2 separate regions of the Rattus norvegicus genome follow, and region 1 is linked to region 2. Evidence: chromatin contacts called from public Hi-C data. All regions are on one chromosome and are shown on one strand. The core of a region is the stretch at or near the end of the contact, and the rest is flanking DNA. Distances in the headings are between cores, read along the strand shown.

What was found. A called contact is a pair of places that touch in the nucleus more often than the background predicts.
Region 1: a Hi-C map of frontal cortex shows a contact between it and region 2, with 1.5 times the contacts expected there. The contact joins two enhancer-like sites.

Annotation. Positions count from the first base shown.
Region 1 is chr9:73,171,468-73,176,772 of GRCr8, reverse strand. No RefSeq gene overlaps it. Among named protein-coding and RNA genes, the nearest start is that of Klf7, 150 kb to the right of the region's middle. Within about 2 kb of position 1,467, at least 61 of the 93 cell types and tissues checked have an H3K27ac peak or open chromatin away from gene starts, as enhancers often do.
Region 2 is chr9:72,913,520-72,918,805 of GRCr8, reverse strand. No RefSeq gene overlaps it. Among named protein-coding and RNA genes, the nearest start is that of Cpo, 100 kb to the right of the region's middle. Within about 2 kb of position 1,840, at least 36 of the 93 cell types and tissues checked have an H3K27ac peak or open chromatin away from gene starts, as enhancers often do.

The DNA of each region.
Region 1 (5,305 bases), core at 218-2,717, 260 kb before region 2:
CTCCTGACGTTTGGGCCTTCACAGTGTCCACATTGCTTTCGTGTATTATAGCACCTTCTCCCCTCCTCTGGGGGATTTTCCACCTTCAGGAGTTTCTCATACTTTCTCAGCCCTTATACAGATGTGCAGTGGTTCATGGTCAACCTGCTTCAGGCCTGCAGACTGGCTTCTATAGCCACTCTGAAGTGCCACCCAAGGTTTATAATGGCCTCTCATAACATTAGGGCCTTAGGTAATGTGACACTATTTCTCCAAGTTCACCATCTCCCCAGATAGACTGTGAGGCCTTTATCGTTCCATCCATAGATAGGACATGACATTACCTGTTCTCTAGATAGGGGTAGCTAGGCAGAGCTGAAGGGTCTTCAGCTCCAAGAAGGATATGACCATTAGGCTTCTGAATGTCTCTGTGGATCAAATAAGTCTGAATGCTCTGGCCACTATATTAGTCCTGTCTGCCCTGTCATTTAAGGAGTGAAACTTAGGACCTGCTCTGTGTGCTGTAAGCTGATGTGTGCTGCACTATCAAGGGAGAGGGTAGTCGGATATGCTCACAGTTCTGAAAAGTTCTGAGAGCACAGTGGGTCAGCACACCCAGCCACAAAGTTTTATTTATGCATTTATATATTATTCATTTATTGCTTTTGCCCTAAATGGTTGATTTATTTCCCCAAATGGGAGGGCTTTGAAAAAAGAAGAAAGAAAAGAAAAAGAAAAATGCTACAATCTGCTATGAAGGGGCACGTCACTGAGAATTTTGGGGTCCCTGAAGAAAATTGAGGTTTACCAGGGGCCTTGCTCTCTTCACCCCTAACTTTCATACCATCAAAAGAGAGTACCAGACTGAGTACCCCATCCTTCTTTCTTTGGGAGGCCTGGGTTGTAGACAGGCAATTCGCCAGGCCATAGGTAGTTCAAAAGTTTGTTCTTTAGAACCAGGAGCACAGAAATCCCCAGTACTATGCAAAATTCCTTTTAGCCCCAGCCTGACTCCCAGAACAGAAGCTCATTTCTATCCAATAGGCTGCCCCAGGACAGCTGCTGTCCACTGAGGCAGCTGACTACTAAGTCCTCTTTTAATATCGCTAATTCGTTTGCATGGGCTCTTGGTCTGGCTTTCTCTGTCTTCATAGAAATGAGGGAGGGAAAGGAAACGGTCGATGCTGATGCAGCTGGGCATGCTCAAAGCAGAGTTGGTGAACAGTTATGTTTGAGCAACAGAGTCACACCTTGTCCTGCCTGTCTCGGCAGCCTGGCCCCACCCCACCGGCAGTGCCTCTGCACAATTCCCCAGTCTGACAGCTTGCTACCTGCCTGGCTCTGGCGGCTCAGCTCCCAGCGGCTCCCTTGGGCCTCTGTCTGGCTTGTCAGTGGGCTGCGTCAGCATCACGCCACACTATCTCCCGTTGGCCCAGCGCTCAACGCCTGACGGGCCAGCCCTCTCTCCCTTCTCTGCTGAGGCCAATGGGAGTCCAGGGAAGGTTTTGGTTACAAAGGAAAATAAAATAAATAAGTCATACTCCTGCACTCAGGAGCCAGGGCGAAGCATCTTCACGGCCTCGTAAATCTTTCCTTTTAAATGTGTCCTTCTCTTTCTGTGTGCCCCTCCCAGCTCCTCACTCCCTTGGGCTGGTTGCTGCTCACAGTGCAAGGAATACAAAATGAGCTGCTGGGAACTGGCACCTCCCTTTGGGAATGTGCGTGTAGCCAGCAGGATAGTACGCATGGCAGTGCCAGCCTGCTGCTGGCCCCCTACCCTGATCTCTGAACTTACACCACAGTCAGCCGGCTCACCTTATAAGCCTGCCACTCCCATTCTGAGCTAATGACCCCAACTCTGCTTCTTTATTTCTGCCCATTCAGTGGAGGTGGTGAGGATTAGTGTCACATCTTATTTAAAGAGCCTAGACATTTTTTTTTGTTAAACCTTTAGTCTATAAGACATTTTGTTTAAACCTTAAGGTTTTGTGCAAGGTTTTGTTCTGTTTAAGGACACATACCTTAAGGCAAGGGACCTTATTATCTCTTGCCCTGAATGTGGATAAAAGTGTCTGAAAGTTGGAACTCTGGGGGTCTAGGGAGACCCAGACCTGAAGAAACTGAAGAGAACAGGGTGTGTGCACTGAGGGATACACTCTGAACAAAAGGTGCAGGCCTCCTCTGCAGCTGTCTCTGGGAGCTCTTATCTGGATTCACCTGGCGTATGGCCAAGGTCCTGACCTTACAGGTAGAGGCCATCGGAGGGTAGCGGTTTCAGAGGATCAAAGGGCTGGCAGGGAGATGGGGTACTGGAGAAGTCAATTCTCTGGGTACCTGGGTCCCACGGATTTTTTTGTCTTTTTTTTTTTTTAATTTCTGTTTTTCTTAACCTAGGCTCTTTGATGGGTGGATGCTGCTTCCCTTCTCTTCCCTCCCACATTTGACACAGGAAGAGAAAGCAGTGGCTAAGAAATTTGAAGGAAAGTGGGGAGGGGTAAATGGGGGGGTTCAGAGAGAGGACAGGGAAGGGAGAAATGGTGTGATTAAATTACTTACAATCTTAAAAACAAACAAACAAGCAACAAACAAACACTGGCTAAAGCTAGAAAGTTCTAAAACATTGCATTTTGATTTTGGTAGACCAAATGTTCAAGTTGTTCTTAAAGTTTTGGCATTTTCAAAAATTAAAAGAAATTTGTTAAAAGGAAAAAAGAAAGAAAGGGAGGGAGGGAAGGAGGGACGGGGAGATGGATAGATAGATGGATGGGTGCACAAGGTACACATGGTGACATGCCTGTCCCCTGGGAGATACCAGAGTCAGCCATTGATGGTCCAGAACAGACAGACGTTTGCAAACAGTTTATTATTTTCCAGAAAGGCACCACTGTAGTCAGAACCAGCCATGCATGTTTCCATAACTTTCAGCTTTTTCAAGGGCTTTTTCTGTTTGTTTTTCATTCTGGTATAGCGATGGGATTTTTATGAAATACTCTTTTGGTGAATAGGGTAACCACCACATTCCTTTAAGGTCCAGGGTTAAAGGGTTTCTACTGAAGAGTCTCTGAGTGCCACAAAAGGATGGATTTACTGCGAAGTCAATGAATTGTAACCTTAAGGTTTTTCATTTACAAGGTTCCGTACTCATGGATCTGAGGTTGACCAAAGAATACTCAAACTAAGCAGAGGGTTTGCCTGTGGGAGTAAGAGATCGAGGTAGACTCTGTTTGAACAAAATTATCCATCATCTATCTATCTATCTATCTATCTATCTATCTATCTATCTATCTATCTATCCACCCACCCACCCACCCACCCACCCACCCACCCACCCACCCACCCATCTATCTATCTATCTATCTATCTATCTATCTATCTATCTATCTATCTATCTATCTATCTATCTATCTATCTATATGCTGTCTATTATCTATCTATCTATCATCTATCTATTTATCCATCCATCTATCATCTATCTATCTATCCATCCATCCACCCACCCATCTATCTATCTATCTATCCATCTATCTATCTATCTATCTATCTATCTATCTATCTATCTATCATCTATCTATTTATCCACCCATCCATCATCTATCTGTCTGTCTATCTATCTGTCTATCCATTCATCCATCCATCTATCTGCTTTGTTTGTTTGTTTGTTTGTTTGTTTGAGACAGGGTTTCTCTATGTAGCCCTGACTACCTGAAACTTTCTCTGTACACCAGGATAGCTTCCAACAGGAATCCAAGTCTCTGCCTTCTAAGTGCTGAGATTAAAGGTGTCTTCCACTAAACTCAGATGTACAAAATATTTTTTATCAGGATCCCAGGCTGTTATGAATTTGGAGTTTAAAAAGAAACAGGGAATCTGCTTTGGGTACACTAGCCTCCCTTCTCCCAAAGACTTCCTCTCCTGTACAAAGTGGTACCAAGGGACAGGAAGAGAGTATGTCCCTGAGAATTCAGGTTGCTTGGGTATGGAGGTAAAGAAATTTTCTTATAGGTTATCAATAAGCTGCCTGAAGATGGTAGAACTTTGTAAACGGGGAAAAAGCAGATTTTTAAATATGCACAGCCAGAAGCTACTCTATAGAAAATACTTGCAAATCCCATGCTTCATATATGTGAGAAAAAGCTTGGTCCATGTATTCTTTATTTGATAGCCATCTTAGAGGCTTCTAAGGCAATGCCTCTAATGGGTTATGAGATTGAAGGAAGCCCTTTTTGAACCATAGATAATGAAAGGAAACATTTGAACAACGATGAAAGAGCAAAGGCAAATTATCATTCTATTTCCCCTTCATAAAACTATTACATAACCATTCTCACATGAACAAGTGATGAGACCATCCAGCCCACAGTTTAAAGGGACAGTAATTGTAGAGGTGTGTCAGACGTTGACTCATAAATGATTACATCACTGTTCTGGATTTATAATGTATGCAATATTTGCTCACTACAAATGCACCTGGTTTTGCTTTCTTATTCTAAATGTGTGTTCTTTCTTATATACCTGGTTTCATGTTTATCTTTTAGTTTGATTTTCCTGAGTTCTGTGACCTTTCAGTATCACAAGGCCCATATGTGCCCCGATACATCCAGGTGATGGCTAGGTGACAGTAATCAATGTGGACAAGAGGAAATACGGAACCAATGTCATGTCCCAAGTAGACTGGACCCTGCTCTGGTTTGTAGCCTGAGCCCCACATTTGGAAATGTTTATGGACATAGAAATGTTCTTCAAAGTTGTAAAGCTCTGTGGTCTTGACTAAGTTACAGCCTTTTGAATTTTTGAATTCTTCAAAGCAAAGTAGAATCTGACTAAATGAGATATTTCTTTCCTTTTTAAAAAAGAATTATTTATTTTATGTTTATGAGTACACTGTAGCTGTTTTCAGACACACCAGACGAGGGCATCAGATAGTTGTGAGCCACCATGTGGTTGCTGGGATTTGAACTCAGGACCTCTGGAAGAGCAGCCAGTGCTCTCAGCTACTGAGCCATCTCTCCAGCCTGAGATATTTCTTTCCAATACCAATGTTCCATGCTTTTCCTCTGAAACAGAACACAGCATTGATAGTTGGGGCGAAAGAACTTTCAGGAATAGCTGAGAGCTGTCAGGATTGTCATCTATGGTGACCCCTGTATCCTGGTGATACCTTCCCTGTAGCACCAAGTCTTGCCTGCTGGGCCATTTCAGCGTGGGCACAGCCCATTACTTGTCAATATGCACGTCTCAGCTACATTTTTTTTTTTGGTTCACAGTCATAATGGATGCATACTCAGGATTCATTAAAGGAAGAAAATCTATCATGAAGTTCTTATGG
Region 2 (5,286 bases), core at 591-3,090:
ACAAAAAACAAAAACAAAACCCCCACATATTACCGTTGTATCCAGGATTCAGAGAAAGATGCAGAGGTGGGGGTGTGGAAAAGCTACTGTGGGAAAAATACTCCCTGTGGGAATGTAAGGATTTTCTCTCTTTCCCTCTTCCCTCCCCCCATTCCTCCTCCCTTCCTTTTTCCCTTCCACACTTCCCCCTCCTTTCTGCCTCCCCACTTCATTTGTGTCTCCCAATTCCCTTGGTTCCTTATTTCTTGCATATGGTGCAATGTTAGTTTCCACCACAGTTCCCCCACTTTGAGTTTCTTTCCTGGCATGACTTATCACCTGACTCCCCACAGAAGCTGATAATCTCCTGGTCCCCCATTCTGGTTTCCTGAAAGAAAACAATTTTGCTTGTTCAGGGCCAGGGACTCAACCCTGGCAAGGAATATGTGTTCATCCTTCTAGAGCTCAGGTAGTCATAGGTAAGCCATAGGTGAGGAAGGAGCAAAGCATCTTACCCAGGGACTCTTCCACAGGGCATAGCACAAGGTCTGCCCTTTCAGAGTGAGATAAACTACTAGAACCTTCCATCTAGCCCTGCAAACAGCTGAACTCTGTGTGCTGACAGTTCATGGTGAACTCCTACCTTCAGGGAAGGCACGCCTACTCACCTTAACAGAAAGATGAGTTCCTCCTCATTCGTACCTGTGACATCCACCTGTGACAGAGGGAAACATAGGGATTCTTCAAGGCAGCTCCACGAGAGCCAAGAGCAGAGAACACAGTGAGAGAAAAACCCCTAATTCCATTCCAATTAGGACAAAGATCTGTGTCTACGTTACACGCCTTTCTTGTCATGTGTAAAACAGCCTACTAGAAGACAAAGATAGGTGAAGAAGGCTCTAGATTTATCTCCCTAGCTCTCCGGCTGTGCCTCTGGTGAGCTGTGTGGCCTGAGGCCCATTGCTAGGCCTCTCTGGGCTTTGTTCCTTCAGCAGTGCTGCAGCGACTGCAAATAAAAAAAAAAGACATAGGAGGAGGGAGACACCAGGCCACTTCCCCTCCTGCACCAGGTCTTTTAAACAGGATTTCCTCTTGCAGTTTAGAATTACTTCCAAAAATATTCTAAGATTAATTTTACAAGCATTGAGGAGACTTGAGCACACACTAATTATGAATTATCCACCACCTGTACTATTCCGGCCCCTCTCAGCTCTTTAAGATGTCTGCAGGAATCACCCTAGTCCACACAAGGGAAACATCGGGGTGTCCTTGTATGCTTCCTGTGGTAGTATGCATATTATCACAAACAAAGTTTTTAATCACTGGGGGAGTTTCCTAGTACGTGTGCGGTTTTCTTGTTAGTCATTTTGACTGCCCTTCAGGGTTCCCAAACACGGTGCCCCCACCGCCTCAGAGTCTACCTAGTAGTTGGTGGGGCTACTAGGTGGGCTTTCCCCGGCTTCCTTCTGGTCATTTCTCCGATGACTCAATTCCTCAAAAACTAATTCAATGTGTTCTCAGAAACGGGACCTGGGTAGGAATGTTTATCATTTTCTTTGCTAAGTGTTGTTTTTTTCCACGTTGGACCTCTATTTCCTACAATTCTTGGAGAGCACTGGCAGGAAGAGGGTAGGAAAACGGGTCCTGTAGAGGGACTGTGATTAAGCTGGGTGGCTTCCGGTCTCTCCTTCCTTTCCAGGTTGGGGTGAGCTTGGTACCCTGAACCAGCGGCTCTCCACAAGCCCCACCCTCGGAGGACAGTGTCTTTGATGATGTATTTTTAGATGATCTGAACAGAATGATCCCTGCATGCCTGCCCCTCCCCAACAGCATGCCTTTCCACTTACTTGCTTGTTCACTGGTTTGGATTTCCTTCAAAATAAAATGTAAGCAGGGCCAACACGCTGTTGTTAGAAAACATTCCTGCCTGGAGGAGCAGCTTTCAAGGAGAAATGATGAAGATGGAGAAAGGAAAGACACCAAGGGTTCCAAATCATCCCCACATGGGTCTAAGAGGAACTTTCAGTTTTTAGTGTGTGTGTGTGTGTGTGTGTGTGTGTGTGTGTGTGTGTGTGTGTGTACATGCATGCATGTGTTTAAGCTGTGAAGACCAGAGGTCAAGGTCAGTTCTTACCTCTGTCTTTCTCTACCTTATTTTGAAACAGTGCCTCTCACTCAGTCTGGAGCTCACAAATTGGACTAAGGTGGCTAGCCAACCAGCTCCAGGAAGCCTCCAGTCTTTGCCATCGCTCCCTGCCCAGTAACAGACGCCTGCCTTTTTAGCTGGTGCTGTAGCTCTAGACTCAGGCACTCCTCATTCTTGCTAACACTGGACCAAACGAGTTGTTTTTCCTCTAGGAGACACTTGACAGTGACTGTCACACACTGATCACAGGCGGTAGTGTGGTTACAACTCTGATAGCACATCTTATTTTACTGCTTTATTATCTAGATTATAAATAATCGTTCTCATGGCAGGGGACTAGGAAAGCAGCCTCCATCTAAGCCTGTATCCTTAGCGCCACCTCTCCTTTGTATTTGAAGGACACTGAAGCCCAGGGAGGTTCCATTAGCCCAGGGAGGTTTGGCTACAGGACCCTAAATAGGAAGCCTGAGATTAAAAAAAAAAAAATACGTTGCAACTCTAATAATTTTCTTTCTCCTTGGTGTGCTGTTCAGCCCATACCAAGTAAATTTAACCCAACAATGATAGGTTGTATAAAGATTCACATCGCCTAACAAATCTTCGTTTGTAATTGAGTTAAAGTATTCTGTAGACTTGCTCGCTTTGAAGATATGCTCTACTCTGTTTAGAGTAAAGCAGGCAGCTTTGTTTTACAAGCTGAAACACAACTACACCATTGTATTTGCTCTTTTACAAGAGGAGGCATTTTTTGTTTGGTGTTGTATATGATACAGGAGTTGGGATTAATTAATTTACTAATTTAGCTAATGAGTCTATGCTAAGCTAAAGACTGTGCTAAACACTGGGAATTCAAAGACGCACAAGGCAATTTATATTAGTTAGAACTGTGTGTTTATACTTACTCACTTGCCTTGGTGGTGACAGAAACTCAACATAAAGGGGCCTTGCACAAAGCAGAGTTCATTGTAAGTATCTTAGCATATACATACTTCATTACAGGAATATAGAGTGGAATATACTTCTAGAAACATTCAGACTAGGAACTCAAGTGCTCAGGCCTTCCCCTCCGCTCATTTATTTCACTGTTCTCTCTATAAAAACTTCTACTCCTTGGCCTTCATATCAGAAAATGGGGCTGTCATAGCTATAAAGTGCACTTTGTCAAAGCCAGAGACGCTGACTTCTTGGTTGCAATACCATAATTCCTAGGGAAAGCCTTTGATGACTCTGTTTGGGCCAAGAGCTCAAAACCCTATACCCACTGACTCTTGACTAAGGGCATCCTCCTCCTCCTCTTCGGTTAGGGGCAGAACCTCAACGAATCAGCAAGGGCCAAGTGTGGTTTTACAAAGACACAGGATCATTAAAATGGAGCCTGTGATATCCACATGAGATCCACGTGAGTGTAAGTGGAAGGTAGCCGTTTCTAGAAGGGGAATCATGGGAAGACAACCCTGGGATCATGACTCTCTCTCTCTCTCTCTCTCTCTCTCTCTCTCTCTCTGTGTGTGTGTGTGTGTGTGTGTGTGTGTGTGTGTGTGTGTGTGTGTGTACGGGGTAGACTTCTTCAGGTAGTGTCTACCTTGTTTTTCTGAGACAGAGCCTCTCAGTGTCCTGGGGCTCACCTTTTAAGGTTTGTTTAGGGATCCACATATCTCTGCCTTCCCAGGACTTTGGGATTACACACACCACCAAACCCAGATTTTACACACACACACACACACACACACACACACACACACACACACACACTTGTTCTGGGAATCAAACTCAATTCAACATGTAGTAAGCACTTTGTCAGCTAAGCTAGTGTCCCAACCTAATGCTATAATTTTAATATGAGCTTTATTATGGACGTATAGATCCACATTGCTCAAAAACACACAGGTCTTAAAGGAGAAACTGTCCTGCCAAAGGAGAGGATTGCAACTGCAGAGGGTATACAGAGAGAAGTGAAGCTCAACTAAGCCACAAAATGGGAAAATAAAATCGGCAAGGAAAAGGCGTTCCAGGGAGAGGGAACTGCACGTGTGGAAGTCCAGAGGCACGAAACCGGCCCAGAGGCATAAAACAAATCAAACCAAGTAGTAGAACAGACGTCTACACCCCTCTGTTCCCTTAACCTAGTTACCTTACCTAGCATCTGTGGAGCAAAGGAAGTCCAGAAATAATGAAATAAATCACATAGCATTCAATGTGATAATATGCCAAACATTGTTCAAGGTTTGAGGGATACACCAACAGGTGGAGTTGACAAGGCCCCTAGACAATGACTGAGGAGGATACTGTGTGAACGTGTCAGCTAAAATTCTGGTACAGCACTACAAGGAGACAGACAAGGCACGTGACAGTGAACTTTAGAATGGTTACAACAGGTTTCTCTAAGGTTGTGACATTTGAACTAAGACCCAGTGAGAATGAGCACCCAGAAAGAGAGGTGCTATAGAGGGGACATAGGATGCAGAGCTGGGGACAGGATGGAAGCGCCTATGACCAGAGATGAGTTATCCCTGCTGATAAGGGGTCATGGCAATTTTAATAGCAGCATCCTTTCCTGATTTTCATAGAGGAATATGCACGGTGTCAGGAAAGAGCTTCCATATCTAGCCAATTCCTTAGGCAAAAAGACTGAGATATTTTTGCTTCCTCAGTTTCCCTCTCCTCTCCAGTCAACCGGTCATGAGCTCTTGCTCTCTAAAACAAACCCAACATGTCTTGGTTTCTCCTTGGCTCCCCCTATGCTCCGCCCTCTTGCCTCGGCTGTGGTTGCTTCTGAGCCTGAGCTGCACTCAGAAGGGCATCTAAGGCAGAAACTCGGGCTGAAGGCTATATAAGGTGACATACTGAGGTCACTGGCACAGCATTTGGCTTTTAATGTGTTCTCCATACATTTGATCAGTTTTTTTTTAATTCCCATCTTCCTGGTACATTTCAACATGACAGAGATCAAGGGATTTTGGACAGGAGACTCGAATTTGCGTCTAGTTCAAAAAACACCTGGCCTTGGGCAAGCCCTAATTTCTCTCAGCTACGAATCTCTTCTCTGTGAGTGAGGATGTTGAGTACGAGTCATTCCTTCTACACAGGGCTCCAAATACGATGACAGATATGAAAAACGCTTTGCAAGCAGAAACTCACGTTTACATGAGCAATCAGCTTTA